2 separate regions of the Gossypium arboreum genome follow, and region 2 is linked to region 1. Evidence: chromatin contacts called from public Hi-C data. All regions are on one chromosome and are shown on one strand. The core of a region is the stretch at or near the end of the contact, and the rest is flanking DNA. Distances in the headings are between cores, read along the strand shown. Region 1 holds the start of LOC108450813 (CLIP-associated protein-like). Region 2 holds the start of LOC108483410 (probable indole-3-pyruvate monooxygenase YUCCA8).

Region 1 (7,410 bases), core at 2,560-5,059:
CAAGACCACCCAACATTCCATTTGAAGGTCGAACTTGCATCTCAGTTTTCTCTAGTCTGGCATTAATATCTCTCACCTGCAGTTATATGCTATATTATACAACTCACAGATTAATAACACCCATACCTTTCTTCTAGAAGGAAATGTAATCAACATTAAAGGATCAAAACTAATGTTATCATTTATGAAACTACATGTTAAATTAAGTAGAGTTATCAGGAATGAGAATGCAGAGGGGGAGGGGGAGGGGGAAGGGAACGGTGTAACTGAGCTGTTACTGTGAAATCACAAAAAAATGAGAATATCATTCATCTGCAGCTACAAATAATTAAAATCAAGGCTAGAGAATGGAATATATTATTCTAAAATCAAATATTCACCATAGATGCAGGAAGCTGATGGCGATGAAGTTCATCACGAAATTGAGTTCCAGCCTGCATATACATTTCCTGGAAAAGAAATAATGTGATCAGCATTAGGCAACTAGATGTGACAGAGTAAATGGCTCATGAAATTTCTACGAGCAATTTCTCAAGAAGAACGGCAATAAGTGGATATATAGCAAAGAATTACTATTCAGTTAATGCAAAATTTATTAAACATCAATAGCAGAAATACAAAAAAGAAACCGAAAATTAACCTAATAAATAATCACTGTATAGTTCTTCATAAGAGATCAAAACTATTAAAGACCTACACGCATCAATAGAAGCTAAAAACTTTTTATAAATATTTCACATTAATATTAACCTAAGGAGCAGATATTTCATGCCAAACAACCAATGTCAAACTGAGTTCATGAACAAGAAAGGAATGCAGAAAATTGAAAAGAGGGGTGGGGATCTAAACTTGAGTCACAGGAAATCAAATTGAGATGATTTTTTTTGTTTATATGCTAAATATAACTAAGAGAGTATTTTTGGACAACCTACTGATATCAAATTACATAAACATTGCTTTTGACATATTAATCGTAGCCTAGGTCACAGCAGGCGGTCAAGAAAATTTTTTCTATTTTTTGTTTTCCAACAAAAAGGAGTCCTGACCAACTTAAGTTTTTAATGTTTTCCTGACTAGAAAACAGATTCAGAACCCTGATGTTTGCGCCTATTGATTTTTTCATTGCATTTCTTGTCTTCTAAAGGCAAGTGAAAAACTTATTGCAAGCATATCAACATGTTTTTCCTTAACTGATAGGCAGAACAGCTGCCTCTAGAGTAAGCCCCCCTATCAGGATTCAGGCTATCATTTGTATATTTAGGAAAAAGTGAAAGTTCCTTTAAAACATCGATTAGAAATTTGAATATGACCAAAACATGAATAAGAAAATATCAATTCTTACTAAACATAAGTTAGAAATGTTGTTGAGCTCTAGTAAAGATAATACTAGAAGACAACTTTCACTGACCTCAATGCATAATATAGCAGCTTCACGAACACCGGGATTTGAGTCATGCAACATCTGCAAAATCTGATAAATAAAGAAATTTATATATGTCAACTTATCTCTGTCACACATACAGATGAGACTGGAAATCCATTTTGGAGAAGTTAATGACTAATGGGCATACAGGGGGGAGAATAGCCCGTTGAAGTGGAAGCTCAGGAGATGCAAAAAGATTGATTGCGGATGTGACTGTCCGGGCAAATTCCTCCCTAACTCTCCAACTTCTATGCGTCCAGCCGTAAGAGCCCGCCCTTTCAACAATAATTGTTGGAGAAGAAACCTGGAATACAAAATAATCAGTATATTTTACAGATCAAACTAATTGTTTACCACTTATCTTCAAATAATAATTCAAAAAACTCAGCAAGGCACTCAAATTGATACTTCAAAATATAATTGCAAAACATATAATCTAGTCCCTTTCCTTATGGAAACAGATATAAAAATAAAACCATAAACCACTGGGCATTGAAAAGAAATTTAAAAAATAAAAATTGCAATGGACAAATTCATGAGGTTGTACACTCCCTCATTGTATCACTAATCTTACTTGAAAATGCATATGGATTAAGGTAGTTATTACTTTCCACAACATAAAACAGAAAAGAAAAGGAATGCTTAGATACAAAAGCAAATAACATTTATGAAGACTTCAAAAATACAGTGTACTTTTATAGAGAACAAAATGCAGCATGATTTTACTAAATTGGAGATGGGTTTCAGTAATTTTTTTAACTTCCAATCTATTATGGTTTCATTTCTACCATTTTCTCTTGCTTTTTTTACCAACCTTTAGCAAGCAAAAGCAAGTGAAAGAAACAACCACATAATGGGATCCAAGAAAAGTGAAAAAGCTTTTGACAACTTATATTCTTACTAAATTGTCCATAGCCATTATGACAATGCAGGTTCTTAAGTCTTGCTTTAGAGTGAGAACTGGAAAAAAATATCTTAAAAGCTAATGCTTTAGTTCTTCACAGCAGACTTTTTGAACCACACTAAACATAAACGTATCTTTTGAGAGTAGGAGAGTATCAAGCATCTGCTTTTCAATAACATATGATATCCATAGAGATAATTGCATGAGGACCCTAATTCACGAACTTGCTTTCTTAGTAGTATTAATAAAAAAATAAAATGCAATGAATGACTAGTCCCACAAGAAACATCCCACAAGAAACATGGAAGCCATCCCGAGGTAATTAAGGATGGTAATTATTCAATTGCATAAAAGCATTCACTAATGACTTCTACAAAGCTAAGGTAACTTTAGACAGCAATAAAATAAGGAATGAGTTAGGTTTCCATTTACCAAGAACTGCGAAGACAAAAATGATAACGAATTATTTTAAGGCAAAACAATTCGGAAGCCCTTGACTCATTCAAAGCTAAGAAAAACCGTATTTCCTATCTCCATGAATAAAAAACATTATGGTAAAGTTCCACAAAGCACAGGAACAAAAGTCTTCCATGGATTGATATGCATGAAAGTCAGTTATAAAAAGGAAAAGGAATTATATTAGCAGTAGACAACCAATAACATAAAAGGAAATAGATAGCAACTCTACCTCCATGAGAGTGAGAAGTAGGCGTCTCGCAGCGTCTCTGACGGGTTGCTTAGCGTCACCTAACCGTTCAACAACCGCGGGAACAAGCGCGTTGAAGTGCAACTTCAAGTGATCACCAGAGAGGACGGCGGCAGAAGCAAGAGCCTGGAGAGCGCCCTGGGAGACTCTGAAGTTGTTGTCGTTGAGGAGATCCATGCAGCAATCCACGAGCGAAGTAACCTCCGAAGAAGTCAGACTCTTTCTGGAACCTTCGAGGAGGTGGTAGAGACGTTCCACAGCCGCCATCCGCTCCTTGGTGTCTTTGGCGCGTGCCAGCTCTAGTGCCTCTTCCATCTGGATCCCGATCCTCTCCTCAGATCTAAATTTCTCAACCAATTCCAGTAATTTGGAAAAAAACAATAAAAATAAAATTTGAGGAAATGTGTTTGGCAGAGAGGAAAGAAACTCAATTAAAGGCAAGGAAAATGATTATTATTGGTAAAGAGATATTTAGCGAAGAAGTTGCGCTTATTTTCTTTGTTATTATTTTTTCTTTTCATTTCTTTCCTCAAAAAAGAAATTATCATTACGGATGAAAGGGGTAGAGATGGTAGAGTGGACTGAGATTGACGGAGAAGATGATGAAAGTGTGTGGTTCAGGTAATTAAGGAAACTGCCCATCCCTTTTGTATTATTTTACGAGTTTTTGCCTATTTTTTTTTGTTTTCGCGCGAGACTGCGATGTGCTATTTTTTTAGTTTTCTTTTGTTCAGTTGTAACCGTCATAAGGATAACACAAGGATGATCGGATACTTCAGATTTGGAATTTACTAGTCCAGCTTTTTTTTGGTTTAAAATTTCTAGTTATTCTTTTATTTCAAACAACTTACTTTCTCTAATTTTTTTGTTATTACATTAACTATCGAGTAATTATTTTTTATTTTAAAGCCTTGCAAACATTCTATTTTTATAGTCGCTTTCGGATTACAATCTTTCTTCTCTTTTTCTTTTGTTTTTATCGCTACTTAGCTACTGTTATTTGCGTGTTGTTTACTGTTTTTTGTAGGTGGTGGTTGAGGAGCAGTTGATGGTGGCAGAGGCCAGGAGCAGCAGCGACGCAGGCTAAGGTGCGGCGCGAGCTAGGGTAGGGTTTTTGTTTAGTTTGAAACAGTTTAGGTGTTTGGGCCATTTGGGCTGTTTAGGCTATTAGGGTTTTTTAATTTTGGGTTGTTTAGGCCTGTAATTTGTTGTAAATGGACACTAGACTTTAATTTTTTTTTTTGCTTTCTTTTTTTGTCTAGGCCTAGACGAAATTGGGCTTTCACAGTGGCCTCTCTTTGCTCATTGTCGTGCAACGAGAAAGATTTTTAAGAATGACCAATTTCGTTTGGTCTCGCCAAATCTCGACCTCTTTGGTGCTCCTCTTTTTCAAGTAGTTTCATTCTAACCCATTGCAACTTCAAGGAGATTAGACTTGTAGTTTTAATCTGCTCCACTGCAACTTCAAAGAGATAAGATTTGTAATTTCAATCTGCTCCACTACAACTTCAGGGAGATAAAATTTGTAGCTCCAATCCGCTCCACTACAACTTCAGGGAGATAAGAATTGTAACTTCAATCTGTTCCACTGCAACTTCAGGGAGATGAGACTCGTATCTTCAATCTACTCCACTGCAATTTCAAGGAGATAAGATTTGTAGCTTGTAGCTTTAGTCTATTCCACTGCAACTTCAAGGAGATAAGACTTGCTATGGTAGATTTAATCTGACCTACTGCAACTTCAGAGGTATAGGACTTATCATTTCAATCTACTCCACTGCAACTTCAGGAAGGTAAGATTTGTAATTTACAGCTTTAATCTGCTCCACTGTAACTTTAGGGAGATAAGATTTGTAGCTTCAATCTGCTCCACTTGAACTTCAGAGAGATAAGATTTGCAGCTTTAATCTACTCCACTGCAACTTCAGGGAGATAAGATTTACAGCTTTAATCTGCTCCACTACAACTTCAGGAAGATAAGATTTGTAGCTTCAATCTGCTCTACTGCAACTTCCGAGAGATAAGATTTACAGCTTTAATCTGCTCCAGTTCAAGAAAATAAAACTCGCTACGATAGATTTAATCCGACCCACTGCAACTTCAGATGTATAAGACTTGTAGCTTTAATCTGCTCACTGCAACTTTAGGGAGATAAGATTTGCTATTATGACTTCAATCCGTCCCGTTGTAACTTTAAGGGTATGAGATTTGTGGTTTCACTAATATATTACACTATTCTTTAGGGACATGGCTTGTAGAATCCATTTCATTGGCTTATATTTATACCAAGCGATTAAGATGTTATGATCAAAATGAATCAAATGCTCCTAACTATATGTGTATGAATGATATTTGCATGAATACAAAATGTCATTTTTTGAGAATGCTCCCTTTTTAATGCTTAGGTTGACATTGCTCGTTGTTCATCAAGGTTCTATCACCGACGCATCTTGTTTATCTAGTATCTTTGACAGAAAACCCGAAGAAATAATCACAATATAAACTGTTAGTTCCCAAACATTTCCAACTCTTAGATTTGGTTAGTTCTGACTAGTGGTGTAACAACCTGATTTTCAATAGTGTCAGAAATAGTGGTTTGAGACCACCAAATTCAACGAGTAAGCTCGTAAATTTTATTATTTAGTATTTACGAGTTAAATATGGTTTTAGAAAGAATTTTTAATTATCAATTTAAGTTTATAATGAATTATTAGGTTCAGGTAACAAAATCTTAGGTCAAGTGGTTTTAGAAAATAAGGAATCGAGACCTTGTTTCTATAAACCGAACCGTAAATATTTTTTTAAATAGTTACGGAGTGTCATTAAGGTAGTATTAAAGTTTCATTAGAAAATTTTAATAATTTGGTAGTCAATTAATTAAAAATGACTAAATTGAAAAAGGTGCAAAACTTGTTAATTATAATAAATAGTGATTAAATGGTTGATAAATAAATAAGGGAAGACTTAAGGAGCAATTAAGCCCAAAGAAAAGAGATGAGGCGGCATGCTAATGAAAAATAATAATAAAATAAAACAAATGGATGGTAAAATTTTAATTTGCATGAAATTAAACATACAATTTGAAATTAAAAAGAGAATTCTAGATAATTTCTTTCTTCAACTTCAACAAACAACCATGAGAGAGAGTTTAAGCTGGTTTTGCTTATTTTTGCTGCATATCAAGGGCCCGTAGATACTCGTGAAAAAGGAAAATTAGTGGAATAGTCCCTAAACTTTTACAAATCTTACAATTTAACCTAGATTTTCAAGAGGTCGGAAGATCGGACCAGCACATCAAGCCACCCTATCTAGCCTATTTCAGTAGTTTTTGTATGTTCAATACAGTTTATATGGCATGTATAGGGTTTGTGTGGATTTAATATCAAAGTTTGTCTTGTGTAAATGTCAATAATTATAATTTTGCTTATATATATATATATATATATATATATATATATATATATATATATATATGTTGGGTTAGAAATGAGACATATTGGTGATGTTGATGTGAATAATATAGGTTTGTTGAATTCAAATTGTGGTTAACTTTATTAGTCAAATTAGATGGATTAAATAGGTAAATTTAGGTATTTTGGTATATGTGATGACACACTATGCTTAAAACATGATTTTGACTTGCTATGATTGCTTTGTTGTGATTCATTGAGGTGTTAAAATGATGTATTTAGGTTGATATCAAAATAGGTGAGACATGTGGCCTTGGAATGGCCTACTTTCGTCCACACGGGCAGAGACATGGGCGTGTGTCTCAACCGTGTGCCCGCTACATCTTTAAAATTGAGAAACAGAATACCCAGGTATTTTCACACGGCTTAGCACACGGGCGTGTGGTTTGGCTGTGTGACCCCTACACCTTAATTTTATAAGTCAGTATGCTTACACGGTCTATAACATCCCAAAATAAGGCCTAAACGGAACAGTGGTTGTGAAACCACGAATCTAAGATAGAAAAGTCTATTCCGATTAATTTTTATAATTTACTGAGTGATTAGATGCATGTGTTAGAGTAGCGATGGAAAATTTTATAGATAGCATGCTTAATTTACCTACTAGGGCTTAATTGTAAAAGTTGATAAATATGAGTTTTAGATGCCAAAGGATTAAATGAAGAGTATAATTGAAGTAGAGGTCCTTAAATGATAATTAGACCATTAGGTTTTCATGGACAAAAATGGACATCCATAGATAAAAATAACTAAAGTTTTAGTGAAGGGTATTTTAGTCATTTGGTAATTAAAAGATTAAAAAAGGGAAAAAGATGGCAAAATGTGCCCATCTTCTTCATTAGGCCGAAATTTCAAAGGTTCTTCATAGCTAGGGTTTTGTCAAGCTTCCAATCTTCATAGTAAGTGA
Region 2 (7,410 bases), core at 1,448-3,947, 410 kb after region 1:
GAAAACATCCCTGTTCCTTCAGAAAACGGCAAAAAAGGTGTCGTGGTGTAGTTGGTTATCACGTCAGTCTAACACACTGAAGGTCTCCGGTTCGAGTCCGGGCGACGCCATTAAATTTTTTACCTTTTCAGTGCAATACTGTCCTCTGTTATAAAGGGTAAAAGAAAAGGAAACAGGGTATTCATGCCTTTACGGACTTCTACGACTTACATAAGATCAAGACAGCTAGTTCTCACGTCTCTAAGTTAAGGAATATGCTTTACATAAAATATCTAACTGTAATTCAGTCATGATGAGAGCATTGAGGGTGCTCTGCTCAATCCATGTGCGGCTTTAGATTATTCGTTTACAAATAAGTTTTGGTCAATGAAATCATACAAGTAATTTAGGAATCAAGGGGAATAGTGTTTGGAGCTTGGCTATCCTCAAAAGATGGTGGGAGCTGGGTTCCATTGTCCCTCATCATCATGAGTCCTATTCCCCATCTATGATTTGATGTTTATGGGGGCAACTTGGAAATCTCAAGCATTCAGTCAGTGGGCCTTTACCTTTTCATTAATACAATGCTTATTTCTTTTAGGGAACTGGAAATCTGTTGTTCCTTTCTCAAAGAATCAGCATCTTTACTGGTTAAGAATGAAGCTTTCTGGCTGTGGATTGGAACTTATTGTAATAATTAGTACCATGAATTGAAAGAATCTTGAAACCATTGACAGAGAAATGATGGGATATAGAGAAAGGAAGCTGCTGTATCATTCAACTTGATTACTGAATTATGGTACAAACATTTTTAAATAAAATTTAAAAAAAAAAAAGGGAAAAAGCCTCATCATCCTCGGTTTACAAAATTCCCAAAGAAAATCAAAACTTGGGCCTTTGGAGAGGGCTCTGTCAGCCTGTTCTACCTCTTTTGTTTTGTTTTTGTTGGGTGAGAGTATTATACAGTATTATTAATTTTTACAGGAACAAAGCTAGTTTCCTAGCTTTTGATGAAATAAAAATATTTGGCCTGAGGATTTTGTAAGTTTAGAACTGTGAAAGTGAAATGCAGCGTCTATGGCGAGCAACAGTTCTCATTCTGAGCTGCTTAGTTTCATCTTTAAAAACCTGGGCAATATCTTGTGCAATCCTCATGGCATCAGAGGAAGCACCTGAGAGCCCTCTCCTTGTGAACCCAGCTGCATAAAGTCCAGCTTTTCCTTTCCACCCATGTGGGAATGAAGCCTTTGGGTACCCATTTTTGGTGAAGAATTCACCTTCCTGTTTCATCATGTCAACTATTTCCATTAGTTTATTTGTCAATCTTGGCTTCTTTAAAACAGTTGAATTTTAGAGCATTTTCTCACCTGAAGCCATGAGGGAACATTGCTGCGGTATCCGGTAGCCAACACAACTGAATCGATATCAAGTTTTTCGCCATTAACGAGCTCAACTTGTCCACGTGAGAAACGCTTGATTCCAGGAACCACATTAATGTCACCTGATCTAATTTTCTCCAATGCACCAATGTCCAATACAGGGGTTTTCCCTTTTGTGTTCTTGAGTTCCAAGGGACCCGTTGATGGCCTTTTAAGTCCATATTTCTCAATGTTTCCCAACATCAACCATGCCAAAATCAACATTAGCTTGTCAACAAGCCAAAGGGGTAGCCATTTCATCATCAAAACAGCCAATTCGAATGTTGATTTCCCAAAAATTTCTCTTGGCAGGACATGAACCTGTTGAAAAACAGAACAAAAAACCCATTAGAATTCAATTTTTCTTCGAAGTGTATCTGATATAAGGTAACTTTTTTTTTTTCTGATGACTTACCGAGCTGCGAACCACCATTGAAGGTGAAGCATTGTGGTTGCACAGATCAAGAGAAACTTCCATGCCAGAGTTGCCACAGCCGACAACTAGTACTTTCTGCCCCTTGAATTTTTCACCAGACTTGTAATCACAAGCATGGATAACTTCACCACCAAACTCTGACAATCCTTCAATATCGGGCAAAACACACTCGGCATTTTCACCAGTGGCCACAACAAGCGAGCGGCAAACGTATTCGAACTCAGTCTTGTTTGAACCACTTGTAACAATGGTCTTGACCCTCCAGAAACCACTGGTCTCATCATACCTAGCTGACTGCACACACTCATTGAACTTTGGGTTGATATCAAAATGCTTAGCATATGATTCAAGGTAGTCAAGGAACTGTCTCTTTGTTGGGTACTCGGGGAAATCCTCAGGGAAAGGTAGTTTAGGGAGTTGGCAGAATTGTTTGGGAAGGTGAAGCTTTAGCCTGTCGTAGGTGCGTTTCTGCCACAAAGATGCAATGCAATCGGTTCTTTCGAGGACAACAAAGGGGACCCCTTGTTCTTTCAGGCAAGCAGCAGTGGCTAGCCCTGATGGTCCGGCACCAACAATGACCGGACCATTGACCAAAGTCCATTTACGCTGAAAGAAATCTTGGTCTTGATCAACAAGGCGAAACAAATTCTCCATTGTCATACGGTGAGTTTGTCTTGAGACAAAAATGTAGAGTTGAAATTAGAGAGCTTAGAGAAAAAAAAGAAATGGTGTTTGTTTTTTTCTTTCAGAGAGAGTAAGTTGTTGTTCTTGGTTTGGAGGGAGAAGATGGGATGGGGCTGCTTAAATAAGGAAGGTCCATGTGATAACATTCAAGAATTTAATGCATTTTAAAAGGGTCCAGTTTCAAATCATAAGCCAATGGCTACCTTTTGTTATTTTATAGAATAATTTAATAGATCCTTATATACATTTACATGATACTTAAAAAATTGTTGAAGGATTATCATATTTTTTTGGAATTTTTTATTCTTTCCTTTATAATTTTTTTTGTTTATTATAAAGATGTAAATATATTTAGAAGAGAAAAAACTTGGGTTACCAATGAAAGCATGGAGTTTACATGATTTTGATGCCCAACATCAAATGTGCTTGTAGATTTCATACCAAGCTTGAGATTCCATATTATTTTATATCAATTATTGTATATGTTCCACCAACTTCATAGTAAGTGAACTTTGATAAGATCATTTTATATATCAAAAACAATATATATACATATATGATAATTGAAATACACAATCATATTCAATTAGCATAACTTCATACATCATATTGAATTTGTGCAAAAGAAAAAAAGAAAAAGGAAAGATTGCAATGTTCCTAATTTCAAACATAAAAAGAGAAAAGAGAAAAGAAAAGGAAAAGAAATTAGGTCCTATTTTATGCTGTAATATTTGAGGTAAAATCAGCTAAATTAACCAAAGATGAAGTGGAAACATCATAGGGAGAGAATTAGGAAACAATGAAAATGAAAATGACGCAACATCCTCTTATGATTCTAATGGACCCACTAGAGGGGAGTTTCTTTCATAAAAAATTTTAAAAATAAAGTAAATAAAGAAATAAATGGGAGGATAAATAAAATATTTAAAATGTATGGAAATTGGAAGCCTAAGTGGCAGAGAGTGCTGACTAGGATATAGGCGGCGATGTTCCCACGTGGATTGGATGAGTGAAGTTGATGAATAAGAAGGGGTTTAACACTGTCACGATCTTGGGGGAGGGATCCCCCACATGAGCCCCTCCATTGCCTTGGGATTGCGACTTGTAAGGCTGCTTCGACCCACAAATGCCCCTTTCTGCCGACCCTCCTCCACACCCACCTTTGCGCCATCTGTCCAACCCACTTCGACTAATTTCACACCACTTCCCAAGAAAAAAAATCTGCTCAACCCATCCACATGCCCTCTTCTTCCACTGTGTATGTTTCTAAGCTGACGATTTGCATGCTCAACTAATATTCCTAACAGACTAACAATATTTAGCCTAGTTGTAAAGTTTATTACAATTTTATGGACAGAATTTAGATTTAAATTTTGAATATGATGTTGTTGAGAAAATAATTATAAATCAATTAATTTTTTATAAATTGTAAAACGGGTATAAAAAATATTTTAATTAAATTAATATTACAACAATAAAGATATTGCTCCCAAATTATAGTCTTTCGTGCCTGGTATTGCCCTTGAACTACAACGATGGTTAGCTTTGAACCTTCATTTGGCTTTTGTGTAAATGTTTATACTTTGCCAAGAAAATTAATAACTATGGGTGTTTGTGATATTTAAAAATGTATTTGATTAATTTATATAGTACATTCTATATAGTACATATGTATCACACACCTCGAGCAATGATTAAAAAAAAAAAAAAAAGCTACGAATTTCGGTGAAATAGATGTCAGAAAGCAAACATGGTGAGAAGAGAGAATATTCTTTATGCATGGTAAAGATTGTAAAGTACTAGGATAATCTAGAGGTTCAAAGTATGAACACACAATTGTGAAACATTCAAGGTACGTGGAAGGTCGATAAACAACGTTGCTTTCGGTGAATGCTTCCGAGTTTGACACGCTCGAATGCTCATATAATTAAGAAATATTATTACTTCTTTTTTGAGATTTTTTTTTATGTTCATTTATGACAATGGTGATTAGTCGTGGAAAGCATTTTAGGGTTTTGTTTTTGTAAATTGTACTTTGGTGGAATAGGCCTGTCAAAGTACAAGTTCATGATTATTATGAAAATATTCGAGTTGGAAACTAGCAATGAGGAAGGTAGCCATAGCTAGCCTAGCCCCCCACCATAATTCCCACTTGGTGGTGTGTGATTGATGAGTGAAAATTCATGGGGGAATGGGAAACAGTAGGGGGAAGGTTTTGGCAGATTGATTGGTGAAGGACAGAAGGAAGCATGTGCATGACCATTGAGGACCTTGAGTTCCATGTTGGTCACTACTTTTTAATAAAAATAGAAGAAAATATATTGAGGGCAAAGGGTTTGCTTATGTTAATCAAGTAAAGCAAATTATTATTATAGTTTAAAATATATTAAATGCACCGGTAATGTAAATATTTTTATGTTGCTAATGAATTAGATAACACCATTTATTAAAAATTTAAAATATAAATTTATTAACAATGGAATGTAACACAAGGTTTTTTAAGCGAACTTTATGCATTTTCTTTTGGGTTTAGCTTCCACATCCCTGTCGATTGTACCTTATCATTTTATGAAGTGGATCCTATAATTCAAAAGATATATATAAATGTTTATAAAATAATTGTTAATTAATATTCATAGGAATCAATTGATATCACCCTAAAAAAAGTGGCCAGATACTTTAAGTGGGAGAAAATGAGTATAGAATCATGATCATGATCATGCCAACTTTTTGCTATGATAATCAATTTATATATAGAAAAAGAAAACCTAGAAACAAGCTTTCCAAATGCATAACATACAAGGAGATAATAGATAAAAAGGAAGAAAGTAAATCATAGGCATATCCCATGCATATGATACATGAGATATGAAAAGGATATGAATGTATTTTTGTTATCCCATATTCCCCCAATAGCAGCTTCCACTCCAACTCAAACAGCCTTGCATTGCTCCACCACCACCATTGCACCCAACGTTTAGCCTTTAAGGATGGGATTCAACGATGCCTTTTTCTTATTATAATTTGGAGCCTTTTTCATTTCATTCTTTCTTTTTAGTAGTCGGCGGTGTACATTGCTTTTGCTAGGATGGAAATTTGAAGTTAGCGCGTAGAAAATATTAAATTATAAATCTTTTTTTTCGAGATAATAAATATAAATGGCAATACCAACCTTATTTTGAAAAAATTAAAATATAAATTATAAGATTTATACCCTCAAAAAGCTAATTTGCCTAAAATCTATAATTATAGTATTAGTCACGCGTAATGAAAAGTTAAAGGCCAAGTCATTGGCATATAATATATCTATGAATATGACTCAACTGGCTTGTCTTCTCACCTCTTTACACTATTTTAGCAGTTGGCCTGCCATCTGCATTCAACCTCAATGTTAAGAGTTTCGGGGCCTTTTACATATATATATATATATATATATATATATATATTTCCTCTATGCATGAATAAATTCATTACATGCTGAGATGGCGTTCAGTCAAATTCTAGCTATAAGCTATGGTCATTCTTTCATTAGATATATTTTTATTTGGAGCAAATTATTTCAATATTTCTTATTTATAATTAAGCAATTTATGAAGTTTGGTAGAATCTTTATAAACGCGTGTAGTGTATACCCACCATTGTTTTATATAATCACATTGGGTAATTATTGTAAAGTGGAGCTACGTCAAACTTCCAAAAGAAAGAGAAGTTCTACTAGCAATTTTTTTCCTTTCACAAAAAGATTCCTAAACCCTTTATTTAACACAGACTAAACTCCTTAATCATCTCTTAATTACTTATTAATGCATAATTAATTAATTTTCAAGGTTAGGTTCAAACCATGATTAATAAAGGGCCCCAAAAGATTACAACTTATGTTTCCATAATTGTCATTCTTTCATTTTTTTTTTTCTCTCTCGCTCTCATAAAGTTGCATATACATGCATACTCATGATACCCACTACTTCCACATTTTTATACAAACCCTTATTATTATTAGATAAAGTACAATAAATAAAAAGTTTACATGTCAAAAAAGTCATTAAAAATGTAAATTTTAATTGAGTCTCCATATAAAAATTTTCATTGATCACATTAACCATTAAAATAAATTAACGGACCAACCAGATGATGACATATGGAGGTTTCGGTTTAATCTAATATTTTTCCCTAAAATGATTAAAAATTAGAAAAATATTAAAATTGATATAAACTTATTAAAATTATAAAAACATGTAAAACTTTTAAATACTATAAAAATATAAAAATTCTAATAAATTATAAAAGAAATTTATAAAATTGATAAAACATATTTAAAATATTTAAATTTTTATAAAAATTATAAAAAATTATTTAAAGTATTAAAACTAATTTAAATTAGAAAAATTATTTTTAATAAAACTCAGTCAGTTTGACCGATTAGATCGAAATTGGGAAGGGTAGCAATCTAGAAAGCTACTAGACCAGTTGACCTGGAAATCGAATGATTGAACCGATTTTTTTAATGTTTTATTTAATTGAAGTAGATGAATCAGTTGTACTGGCAAACCGGTGGCCTAACTGGTTCGATCACCTGTCTGGTTCTGAAAACCTTGATTAGAATATTTCATTCTAACATATACTAATAGTTGGATAATAAAAGTTTGGTTTGATAAAAAATATTTAAAAATAAAAAATCAGTTCAATCGCCCAGTTCCAAGGTCAATCGGTCTAATGGCTTTCTTTAGACTAATTGGTCCGGTTCAAGTTTTTATGATTTTTTAAAATTTTATAAATTTATATCAATTTTAATATTTTTAATATATTTTATAGTTTTTACAATTTTTATTTTTTAATAATTCTAATACTTTTATTTAATTTTAAATATTTTAAATAAGTTTTATTACTTTTATA

The links. A called contact is a pair of places that touch in the nucleus more often than the background predicts.
Region 2: a Hi-C map of leaf shows a contact between it and region 1, with 4 times the contacts expected there. The contact joins the promoter of LOC108483410 here to the promoter of LOC108450813 in region 1. A contact is called at or near these places in 2 of 5 Hi-C or Micro-C datasets (both in leaf).

What each region holds. Positions count from the first base shown.
Region 1 is chr7:61,329,584-61,336,993 of ASM2569848v2, forward strand. It overlaps LOC108450813 (CLIP-associated protein-like), which reads right to left and starts at 3,810. Exons shown (of 21, transcript XM_017748590.2): 1 at 3,016-3,810; 2 at 1,572-1,727; 3 at 1,409-1,471; 4 at 381-449; 5 at 1-76. The coding sequence starts at 3,348.
Region 2 is chr7:61,739,518-61,746,927 of ASM2569848v2, forward strand. LOC108483410 (probable indole-3-pyruvate monooxygenase YUCCA8) reads right to left here and starts at 2,698. Exons shown (of 3, transcript XM_017786794.2): 1 at 1,813-2,698; 2 at 1,347-1,718; 3 at 736-1,260. The coding sequence starts at 2,493. The coding sequence ends at 1,027. TRNAV-AAC (transfer RNA valine (anticodon AAC)) reads left to right here and starts at 37; the gene lies at 37-110.